Regions from separate parts of the Triticum aestivum genome. Here region 2 is linked to region 1. The links are chromatin contacts, called in public Hi-C maps. All regions are on one chromosome and are shown on one strand. The core of a region is the stretch at or near the end of the contact, and the rest is flanking DNA. Distances in the headings are between cores, read along the strand shown.

Region 1 (6,117 bases), core at 581-3,080:
AGCAAGAATAGGTTTGTGGTGAAAGGACTATATATGTTTCTCAAATCTTATGCCCTGGTGGGTTTTAGAGGGATTTAGAAACTGAAAGTTCCCCTCAAAATTAGAGTCTTCATGTGGTTGCTTATTAAGAGAAGCATACTTACTAAGGAGAACTTGATCAAGAGGGGGTGGACTCGGAATGAAGAGTGTTATTTTTGTGGGTGAAAAGAAAACAATGATCACCTGCTGTTCAAATGTGCTTTGGCCAGGTTTGTCTGGCAGGTGGTGATGTGCGCCTTTGATCTAAAAAGAACCCCTGATGGGGTTGCTGATTTAATGGGAGATTGGATTCAGTCTTTCCCTAGGAAGTATATGAGGGTAGTCCTCATTTGGGGGGTTACTATATGCTGGGTCATATGGAAGACCAAAAATAGGGCGTGTTTTGATAAGATTTACCCTGATGATCCTACCTCTGTTGTATATAAACTATGCTCTTTTCTGAAGTCTTGGAGTATATTGCAGAAAAAGCCAAATAGAAACACAACTGAGATGGGTGTGGCTCGTATCAGGGAGGTGCTGCGAGAGGTGTTCTCGGGGAAGCGTGCCTGGAATCCCGTGAGGAGAAGAATAGGAGTTGGATAATGGTGATCAGGTTGCATATACATGTGTTTGGCGCGTGGATGGCCTCCTTATGGCGTTGATGGCATTTTAGATTTTGCAATGGATGTTAATTTGGTCTTGTTGTGCTTGGGTGTTCTTGTCTGGACATGTTGTGCTTCGCCTGCATGTGGTAGCGCTTGCTTAGATGTTTTCTTCTTTATTTTCGGTTAACATACTTTTGTAGCTTGTGTGGCGGTTTCTTTAATGGAAATCGACGAGGGAGGCTCGTTGTGTCAAAAAAGAAGTTGATCTTCTATTTCCCTAACCTCCTGTCTATACCTGGTTTGCAAGGACTTCTCCTTAGCATCACGCAACTACACCTTAAGCTTCACTATCTGCCGTCGGATTGATCCAAAAACCATTCGGCTCCACCTTTGCATGTCGCTGGTGACCCTGCCCAATTTGCTACACACCCCACCAAGACCCGCCTGGTCCTGGTCAGCTGATTGCCACACGTCAGCAACCATGGCGTCATATAGCTTGTGCCGGGTCCATGCCTCCTCATAACTTAATCCCCTCTTCCCGCTTTTATCTCTGGTGACCTGTGTCATCATAGCATGAATAAGAAGGGCAACTTGTTCAGATTCTTCTGCCAAAAATGTGCTCGACACATGTCTCGGGAACCATTTTCAAAAAGTCATCATTACATGTGCCTCGGTCTAGTTCGACTTGAATATTTTCCTCCCTGTCTCTTTTACCATCCTATGTAAATGGATATCCCGAGAAACACAAGTCTGCTATGCAGCCGTCGGCAAGCGATCCCTGGAGCCCCCCATTTTCATAGAACTCCGGAGGTTCCCTCCTCGCCGTTCCGCTTGGAATAATACCCCATTAAAATCACCTGCTCAAAGCCTGTTCCGGTTGGAATAATACCCGGTTAAAATCACCCGCGCAAAGCCATGAAAGATCATCCTTGTTTTCTGAGATAACGGACAGCATCCCAAGTTTCCATCCTCTGTTTTCCGAAGATGCATCCCATGGCAAGCGTCCGGGGTACCTTGCGAGTTTCAAGTGTCAAAGCCGAAAGCTGCACGATGTTTCGTGTTGGGAGCAATGAATGAAGGGCATTGATCGAAGGATTTGCGTCCCGAAATATACCGCCGGGCGGGGACCGCCGAATTAGCAGAAACGCAAAACCCACGCGCGCGGCCGGCTCGCACGGCCCTTTATAGCCGGCCACCCGTCGCCGTGGCGACCCAAACGCGATGCGAGGGCAGCAGAGATAGGAGAGAGAGGGGAGAAAGAAACTGAAGCGACCGAGGTTTTGCCCCCAAATCCCCCACCCCACTCACGCGCACCTCGCCGCCGCCGCCCCCGTCCCCTCCCTCCCTCCACCAAACCCTCGTCGCCGCCGCAGCGCAGCGCAGCACCGCAGTCGCCCCCCGATGGCGACCGCCGCCGGCCCCGTCGGCGGGCTGTCGGCGAAGGACGAGATTAGGGAGGTGGAGATGGAGATCATGAACCCGCCGGAGGAGGCGGCGGAGCGGGCCGGGCTGAAGAGGGCCTGGGGCTCCGCGAGCGCCGGCGCTTCTCATGGTATTGCCCCTCGATCGCCCTCTAAACGCATGCTCTACCGGTTAATGTACTTCCTGTGCTCCTAGTTTCGGTGCGTGATTGCTTTGAAGCGCTAGATCTGTGCAGGCGAGGCGCGGATGGTAAGATCCGGCGGGGAAAATGCACATCCTTTATGCGGTTGATTGATGATTGATATCCACCAAGTTGTTTTTGCTTGTGTAGGAGAGGTGCTGGGTAGTTGATCTGGCATCAGGGGGTGTTGGAGATCTGGTAGAAGGCGAGGAATTATGCATGCAGTTTTCTAGGGTTTGCCTTGGAATGCTTGAATTGCATAACTTCACCTTTCGCGCCTGTTTTTCAACGGTAGCCGTTGGCTCTTGTTTATGTTGCTGGCATTGCCATGCTATTTTAGGTAGATGGGTTATGATGAAGTTATGTTGCTGACTATGGTTGACTTGATGACTTGTATCGGTCTATGCTTGTGACGTCATTGGTACGACTATTTGCTATACGACATGGAGCTCGAAGCGTGTATTTAAGTAGGTGAAGCAGCTCGTGCAGTATAGCAGCAACTAGATCGTAGCTCGACACAACGTTAATGTAGTAGATCAGTGAAGCAGTTTGTCGTGTTGTTTGAGGCAGTTTTTTGCCGTTTCTGTATATCCTAATAGATTACGCCACCACGTGGCTATAGCTATGTAGGGCAGTTGGTTGTGAAGTTGCGTGACGCAAGCGTAAACAATTAGTTATAAAATTCCGCCTTTCATGAAAGATTAATGGTTCTGATTCCTTGTTTTTGGTTTTTATTAAAACAAACCTGTTTTTATCGCTTTACTCAACCAACGGCCTAGCACAGCAAATGTTGAGGCAAACCCTGATGTTGCTAATTTTGTCGAAGGAACGTAGGAATATTTGGTTGACCATCAAGTCAACCGATTGGCATATATGGTGAAGTGCCTTCTTATGCTTATCTTGTGATTACTGCTGTGCTGTGATGTTAGGGAGAGGGTCAATTGTTTTTCAGTCTATTGCTCATGACAAGAGTATGCGGTTTCGCAGGCTTGCATACTGATATGCAACAGGTTTTCATGGCATGTTACGACTCATAGTCATAGGTCCATCTTGAGAATTATCTTGGTTTACATTTGATTAGCTCATCCCTCACAACCTTGTGGTTCACAAATATAAGGATGAAATGGACAAGTCCAATGGCCTTCTCATTCGTAGCAGGGAAGGCTTGTTTTCAGCCATGAGAATTGTATTAAGCGTATTGTTGTGAATATTGGAGTAGAGAAGGAAGAAAGACCTTGGTCCCCGCAGACCTTTCTATTACGGTTGGACTTCTTATAATTTCCTGGAATCTTTCCTAATTCTCTCCCTTCTAGTCTTATAATAATTACTTATCCTTTCACTTGGACTCCTTGTGTACCATTATTCTTGGCTGAATTGGGCTCCACAAATTCTAGCAGAAGCTTGTCCAAGTTGCTACTCTTGCTGTCATTGCCCATTGCCCAATACATCCATAACATGTATGTACCAAATGTTGGCCCGTATCATGCTATAAGCTATCACTAACTGGTTTGTTTGCTCCTATTATATCCTCTGATTCCAACCCTATTTACTTATCATTGGTTTTGCCATGGTAAAGCTAACACTCTATGCGGCCTTTTTTATTTGGGACCATTATATCCCATATCCCATGATCGTACCATTCTTCTATGTCCATTTGTTGTTTGCTTGAATCAATAGAGGCTTTTCAGCCTCCAGGGTTCAGTCAAACTGGAAAATAAACATTGAAATCCTGAACTTCAGAGTCAACAGTAGTTGGTTCTGGAGTCAGTCATAGGGATCTTAAATCAAATTTATTTCTTACTCCTAGGAAATCTTGCATGGAATGATTCTTGTCAGTGATTGATGTATTGTAATGGTATAAGTTAGCAGCCTGCTGGACTAAAAAAAATATATCCTTTACGTGTATGTCAGCTACGTTGTACAAGTATCGGGTTTCTGCTATTTGGAACCTGTTAACAGTTTCTTTGAGATTAAGCATTTTAATTGATTGGTGGAATATAGAATGGCTAGTACGAATAAGTTGAACATAGGTATGAATTTTGTATGAAGATCACTAAGATGAATTGGTTGTATATGTTGAAACTTGGATCTCATTATAACCATACATTTTCTAGGTTTTATTGGAGTGACTACTGCTGAAAAGAAGCCAACACTCCTGCCTCATAACAATGTCAAATATCTGAAGAAAACTGGCAGTGGCAATCTTCTACGTTCGGATATGCCAGATACTAATGCTTGGAGGTACATCTATTATTATTGCTACTTCTGTGTGCACTAGGAATTTTGAACCTTCGAACAATATTTCTATCTTTGCTGTGGTGTTTGATGGAAGACATAATGTTCTTTTATCTTACACTTCTTAAACAGTCATTTGATTCACTAATTCACTCAACACATTCACAACCTAGATTTAGTAGCTCATCTCCTGGTGGAGATCTGGGGAGCAAAACCAGAACCCCTACGAGTACCTTTAATGCTCAAGGAAAGAATTGCACTTCTCCTCATGAAAGAGAGGGTTCTGGTTTTGGTAACCTGTGGAGTCAAGAAGAAAATGCTGGTTCACTCACATCAGTTGGTTATGGGAAACATAGAGGTATGAGATTTTTATAGGATAATCTTTAATGAATATCTTGCAGCCACAAACTTTTGATTGCTCTATAAATCTAAGTACTTTTGATTGCTCCACCCCTGCTCAGGCTCTGAAGAAGGATTTGAAGCACAATGTGTATCCAACTTGAATGATCTGCACAACTATGGGCGATATAGGACCCTCATTCATTCTTATGGCGAAGATAATAGGGGGCTGGCTCATAACTCGCCCAACCTAAATATTTCGGAGAGGTCTTGCAGAACTGATAATTTATGGACTACAAAGCCTACCCCTCCTGTAAATGAGCTGGTGCAGATCTCAGTTCAAGGGAAAAACCACAAACCTAGTCTCATGGGACGCCATATTAGTTTGCCCTCTGATAGCTACTTGGATGGCAGGGGAACCTTAAGTAGATTGCATTTAGATGGAGAAAATCTGTTGCCGGATCTGAATGTGGCCAAAGCAAGCAGCCTAAGTGATTCTCATGTCTCTGATTATTGGCATCGGCCATTTGACTCATCTGTTTCATTTGACTATCCCCAGTATGGTGAGAAGCGATCTGTTTATGGTGGACCAACAGAAAATCTTCCTCACAAACATCAGAAAGAACATAGTTCAAGCTTTGCCTCATACGGCTCAAACAGTATAACAGGGTTCAGAAGTCCAGGCTACAATAGCTCTGCTCATTCCTTGGGTAGCCAACCTTCTCGAGCAATTACTCACCTAGGAATGCCGTCCCCTCATCAGTTAACACCTGGTATTGAGAAATTTGGTCTCCATAAAGATGTATATTTTGACAAGGGCTGTGGTACATCTAGGCTTGGGTTACGTGCAAGCAGTTCATGCCAACCTGAGCACCTTTCCCCAATCAAGGATGACCCTTGGGTAACTTCAGTGCCTTTTGTACCTCTTGTTGAGTTTCCCAACAGTACATCACCTTCAAATAGTCCATATGACCCACTTGCTGACAGTATGGACCCTCCCAAAGTTGAAAGTGGCAATATTCTCAAGTCCTCCAACATATCCTGCAGCATTTCAAGTCAGCACACTGCTGGGAATGGTGTTATATATGGAGATATCAACAAATCATTGATTTATGCTGATAAGTTGGCAAGGAATATGTCGGCAAAAGGGTCAAATGAGTTTGCAGGCTTGGTTGCACCTGTTAAGGAACGCTCTAGTCTGGATGTCGATACTTTGGTGAAAGCTTTTGAAAGAACCAAAGATGGAGCAATTGATGAGAAAACGAGGGATTATTTCCGTATTCATTTGGCAGAACATGTGAAGGAGTTGCTGAAACC
Region 2 (5,878 bases), core at 2,778-5,277, 400 kb before region 1:
GTACAAGTTGAACTGCACAACAGAACAGACATATTCAGCAAACCTAATGGACGTAAACCAGGGGCCACTGCTTGTACAAGATTGGCCTGGCCCAGGTAGCCATGTATGTGCATGTGCTGATGTTTTATATTGCCTGTGCAACACTACAAAACACACCGGATTAACACGTACGGACAAAAGGACGCATCCAGCCTTTTAGAATGTTTATTAGTAATCTGAATCTTCCAAAGCACAAATAAAATAAATACCAACTCTACTTATTATTTTTGCAAAAGGAAGCAACTGTAAATTTAAACTATTGCGACGGTCTGTTTTTACCTTGGTATCAAATTCATCAGCATTACGGAGGTGATCCACCAACTTGGCAACACGCCCGCCCTTGACCATCCTTCCACTGGAGCCACCGGCACTGCCATGTCGAGTCTGGCTGCGGGTGCCATTTTTGCCCCAGGCAAGCATCTCTCCCCGCAGTGGAGAAGTGGCCAAGATATCTCTGGCACCTCCCAAATCATCATTCTCCTCGTAGCTGCTATCAACACTGCCCATAGTCTTAGCAGGGGATGATCGTGGCACAGGCCACCTCCGAGCTCTTTTCATCTTGACATCTGGTGAACGATCATCAACAGAAGACGACTCTTTGCTGCCATCATTACCATTTTCTTCTCTCTCGTCGTCATCAATGTCAGTTGGGGCATTATCAGGAGAACTAGTCCGTCCTCTCTTCTTTGTCCGCATACTCCCACGGGTCTTTCTTGTAGAAGCTATTGCTTTTGCATTGGAGCGCTTCTTCACAAGTGCTTCTGTTTGCCTTCGAAATGTTTCAGCAATGGAATCTTGAATCTTTCATGACAAATACAGCAAATGTCAATAACAAGAAGACAAATACCAAATGACCAGGGCAGATAAGTTTCCACCAGACATAAGACAGCCAAATAAACCAACCTTTTTGTTGCGAGTCTTCTCTTCTTCACCAAAAGCAAGTTCCTGACGTATCAAGCAAATTAGAATCAGTGGCAGGTACTACAACAAAAGCTAGATAAACAAGAGCGACAAGACAACTAAGTGTCGCAACTGGAGAAATTATGCATCACCTCTTCCTCGTACTTGTCAATGTCTGGATATAAAGCTAGAATTAAAGCGTCAAAATTAGGATCATCCCTCAAGGAACGTCTGCTCTTGCAGTGAGTGCGGCATGCTGGGCATTCATTATTTCTGCAAAAAACACCAGACCACTTATACTGTCATTGAAATAAAGTATATACTTGGATTTTTCAAAGCCCCAATCAGGCTGGGCTATACTTTTTTTTAATGACACTGTAGACAAATAACATAAGGGATCATACCCAAGCCGCATGGATTTATCAATGCAGTCCCTACAAAACCGGTGCAAACACTCCATAACCGTTCTTGTTTTCCGGATAATGCCTGCAACAGAGAACCATAAGAGAAGCAAATTCTTAGATATCACAGTTTGAGCAGACATTCTGTCTAGTTTCTTGTATAAAACTCATCCTAGCTTCTTGATGATGTGGACAGTCCCAACATGCATACTTGCATAACAGAAACATGTGAGCTTTGATGAATGTGCTAGCTTCAACATTTGTAGTAAATAATCACAAAAAGATGTACAGAACACATTATCCAGCTTTAATTACAAGTATTACAAGCAATGCTGTCAACACAGAAATCATGAAAAGTAAACAGAGTTGCTATCTCTGAATTTGAAAGCAAGTTGACAAGGCATGCTTACCTAAGCATATAGGGCACTGCACTTCCTTCCGTATATCCATCAATTTCACTAGTATAAACCTGCATGAGAAAACAGTACTGTTTAGCTACTAGTTTCGCTAACAAGAAAGTCAAATCTTCCATTACCAATTTGCATTTCCAATTACTGATTAACAACTTATGGAACACACAGAAGTGTTCCGTGGCATTTTTCAAAGAAATGCGTAGTATAAAGAACATAATGTGCAGGTGTTCACAGTGGGACTAGAGAAAACAACGGGAAATATGGAACCATTAGCACCTTGGGACAACTTGAACACTGGAAACTCACATTTGACAGGCAGAAGAAGAGTTGATTTGATTCAATTAACCAGCTGAGAAATCTAAGCAGTACCAATAAAATCCAAACGACATACAATAGGTGGTCAACAAAAACAGTGTCTACACAATTATCTGGATCAAAGGGAACCAAATGTGAAAAGGTGTGTGTGCTACAATATGATAACAGAGTTTATATATCTAGTGAACAAAATGCTTTCCTGACAGGAAACTGCACTGCTCCTACAGCAACAGAGGGGTTGATTTGCACCTCGCATCAGCAGCGAGAAAAGATTCATAGAAGCATCTGTGCATTTCAGTACCGAGGAAAGATTCATAGAGACAGCTGATGGAAGGTAAAGCATAATGCTATCGCGAGAATAAGAACGCATTTGCACAAAATTGAGTTAAGACACCTAAACAGTGTAAGACCTATCGCAGTCATGGGGGTCAGGACAGCAACAGTAGAACCAGATAGATATTCAGAGCACGACAGGCCAAGTCATGGCCAAGACACTGCAGGAAACACGAAGAGGCTCCCAATCCAGACGAAGGCGGCACCTGCTACAAAATGAGAAAATCCACGGGAAGATCTTACATGGGCTGGATGAGCTTGAATAGTGTTTGCCATAAGAACCTGGTGTCTCCACAGAACCATTCGACATGATGAACACGGGTGCACGGGGGAGAGGCTGGCCAGGAGCTCACACGGGTCTAAGCATGGCAAGATCATTCAGAAGGTCAGGCTAAGAGCCGGGATGGAAGAGTTGGCCGTGGCCGCACACGATTCAGAAGCAAGAGAAACAGGGAACTATTCCCGTAGATAGCTGAACCACGACGAACATGACCGCCAGTTCAGATGTGGCTGGCGACTCCGGGGTAAGAGCTCGGGTATGCGGCGATCGACCCTGGATGCCGCTCCCAGCATTTGCCGTCGTGAGCACGGCGCCTCCGCTGAGCCGTGTGACGAAAGCATGCATGCTACAGAAAGATCCCATGACTCGGCGGTGACGGGAGCGCTCGCGGCGGCGCGGGGCGGACGAAGCGGCCGGCGCCTGCGCCTAACGACGAGGACGACTCGTGGTGGGCCGCCGCCGCCGCCACGAGAAACCCGAGCCAGCATACGAAGCACGAGACCACGAAGATCCCATGGCGACAGGAGCGCCGAGCCCGACGAGGTGAGACGATGCGGCCGCCGGCCCGGTGGGACTCCCCATACGATGACCTCCGGCACCACCCCGGCGAAGCGAAGCCAGCGTACGGGGACGCGGCGTGACGACGACGGGAAATCGGCAACGGATGCGAGAGGAGGAGGAGGAGGAGATGGGAAGGGGCGGGGAGGGAGGAGGGGCGTCGACGGCCCACTTACTCGTCCACGTCGGCGGCGTCGCTCTCCGACGACGGGCTGTCGTCGCTGTCCTCGTCGTCCCCGCCGCTGCCGCCGCCTTCCTCGTGCTCGTCCTGCTGCTGCTGCTGCTTCCGCTGCTGCTCCTCCTCCTCGTCGTCCTCCCCCGCATCGGAATCTGCAGAGCCCGTGAGACACGCAAGCCAGTCAGCGACCCCGGCGCCGAAACAGAGGACGCGATGCGCGCATCGCGTGTGACGGTGGCAGATGAGTCGGCGGCGCGCGTCGCTGGAAGCAGAGCTCTCACCGCCGCCACCGTCCTTGGCCAGCTCCGCGGAGCCCCCGTTGGCGGCCCTCTGGACGCCGCCGCCGCCCTCCGTGTCGGAGCCGGCGGCCCCGGCGGCAGCGGCAGCCTCCTCCTCCCGGACGTGCCCGTCGTCCGCGTCGGGCGACGGGTGCGGGCGCTTCTGCGCGGGCATTCCGGCCGGCCGGCTGCCCTCCCCGCTCGTCGGCGCGGCGCTCGTCGCGGGGGAGAGGACGGACGGGAGCGGGCGGGCGGAGGAGTGAGAGGGAGGGAGGAGGCAGGAGGTGGGTGGAAGCGGCTCGAGTCGAGGGGGAGGCGGAGAGCGAGAGGAAAAGAAAGGCGAGGCGAGGCAGGGGACGGGGGGTGGGGGTGGTGCCTGCCTCTGCCTGCCCTCCCCTGTGCTGCGTCGCGTGTAACTTTGGGTTGGTGCGCGTGGCCGCCCCGCCCCGACCCGGCCCGGCCCGGCCCGGCCCGCTGGAACCGCGGCCCGGAACAAATTTTTAACTTGCGTACGGTAGGAAAAATAAAGACCGTGGGGGGAGGACGAGCTCGACTCCGTCGTCTCCGGCGAGCCGGTTCGTCGCCGGTGAGCCTCTCGGGTCAACGGCGGACGACGGCCGCCACGCACGCGCTGAGCCGGAGGAGTTTTCCGAGGAGGAGCCGCGGGCTGCATATGGGACGTGCGTCGCGTACGTAGGCTTGCCCGATGCGGGAAGGTGGTGATGATTGGGAGTGGTACTCCGTTGCGTTGACCAATGCATCGGTGTGAGTTGTGTTCTTCGGCGTGTGGCCGTGGGTACGATCGACGACCATTCGCCTCGTTCCATCCAAGCGATTGTCGATCTATTGGAAGAGAAGAGAAATGCCTTCGATCAAACCAAGGATAGTAGGATACACTCATCCTGCCATTGGTTATTATCAGCCAGCATTCGCTCGAAGAACGTATTATTATCACAGGAGTGCAATCATCGCAGTGCATTTCTATCCGCGATCTCCCGTATTTAGAGGCCATATTTCTTTTCTGATTTCCTGCAAGGCAAACTAAACTCGTACTCTCTCCGTTTCTTTTTAGTCTGCATATAAGGTTTGGTCAAAGTCAAACTTTACATAGTTTGACTTACTTTATATTAAAAAATATCAACATTCGTAATTTGATATCAACATTTTTAGATGCACCATGATATGCATTTTCATATTATATAGTTTAAGTATTGTAGGTGTTCATACTTTTTTATATAAATTTGGTCAAACTTTGTGCAGTCTGACTTTGGCCAAAACTTATACGCGGAGTAAAAATGAACGGAGGGAGTATTCATGAGTGCTTGGATCGAAGCGGCGGGGTTGACTATTCAGGCCTACAGTACAACCGAGTGAGCCTCGTGTTCTTTTTCTTTTTTCATGCGTGCGCCGCGTGATATATATACGTCTGCATGGTTGAGTCACTTTGTGTGCGGCAGATCCTGAAAAGCCCCTTGGTTTTCAGTTGAGGCGTTACGATGGATATACCCCATGTCGTGTAGTATTATTATGTGCAGGGGTAGGGCGGAACATAGAAAGGTGCAAACCAAGGGTGGAACTGTGGGCTATATGGGTTAAACCCATTTTACAACCATTTTATCTTACTTTTTTTGCTAAATTTTTCAAAGCTTTTGGCCTATGCTCTTGGCTGAAGTCGGGTTGTTGTGGATCTTGATACACTGATTACGTGAAAATACCATGTGGATGTGGTTACTTGCATACTAGGGTCAGAGCGATTGGATTTTCACAAAACATGCCACACAAGTTCAACCATTATTCCATCTGTTTGGAGTTGATGGACACACGAGGCCTTCTCTGGCCGCTTTTGGTATTTACCTTTTACTAAGTTTCTAAATTTGAGGGTTCTACCGATAGTTTGGATTTAGTTTACACGCTCTGTCATTTGACAAATGTAAAAAAATCTGACATAAACTTTGCCATTTGGGTATTTTTATAATTTATCATTAGATAGGAGTAGTTTTATCTTATTGTTAGTGTTATACATACCTATGTTATTCTTTACAAGATGTACATGCAACTAAGAAAAAGAACCGACTCCACCGCTAGAGAGAAGGATGCCATAGAGGAACCGCAAGTCATCGCAATTTTAAAAAAGTGACAAATAAATTACTGACAATTAGAAATAAATCATTATAGCCAATCAT

Evidence for each region. Hi-C and Micro-C count contacts between places; a contact is called where the count stands out from the background.
Region 2: a Hi-C map of leaf shows a contact between it and region 1, with 3 times the contacts expected there. The contact joins the promoter of LOC123138311 here to the promoter of LOC123138236 in region 1. A contact is called at or near these places in 2 of 5 Hi-C or Micro-C datasets (both in leaf).

What each region holds. Positions count from the first base shown.
Region 1 is chr1B:559,851,372-559,857,488 of IWGSC CS RefSeq v2.1, reverse strand. It overlaps LOC123138236 (zinc finger CCCH domain-containing protein 36), which reads left to right and starts at 1,830. Exons shown (of 8, transcript XM_044558235.1): 1 at 1,830-2,175; 2 at 4,341-4,467; 3 at 4,635-4,819; 4 at 4,923-6,117. The coding sequence starts at 2,025.
Region 2 is chr1B:560,248,878-560,254,755 of IWGSC CS RefSeq v2.1, reverse strand. It overlaps LOC123138311 (putative E3 ubiquitin-protein ligase RING1a), which reads right to left and starts at 4,027. Exons shown (of 10, transcript XM_044558265.1): 1 at 3,699-4,027; 2 at 3,416-3,569; 3 at 1,751-1,809; 4 at 1,344-1,425; 5 at 1,092-1,212; 6 at 943-984; 7 at 319-840; 8 at 1-12. The coding sequence starts at 3,870.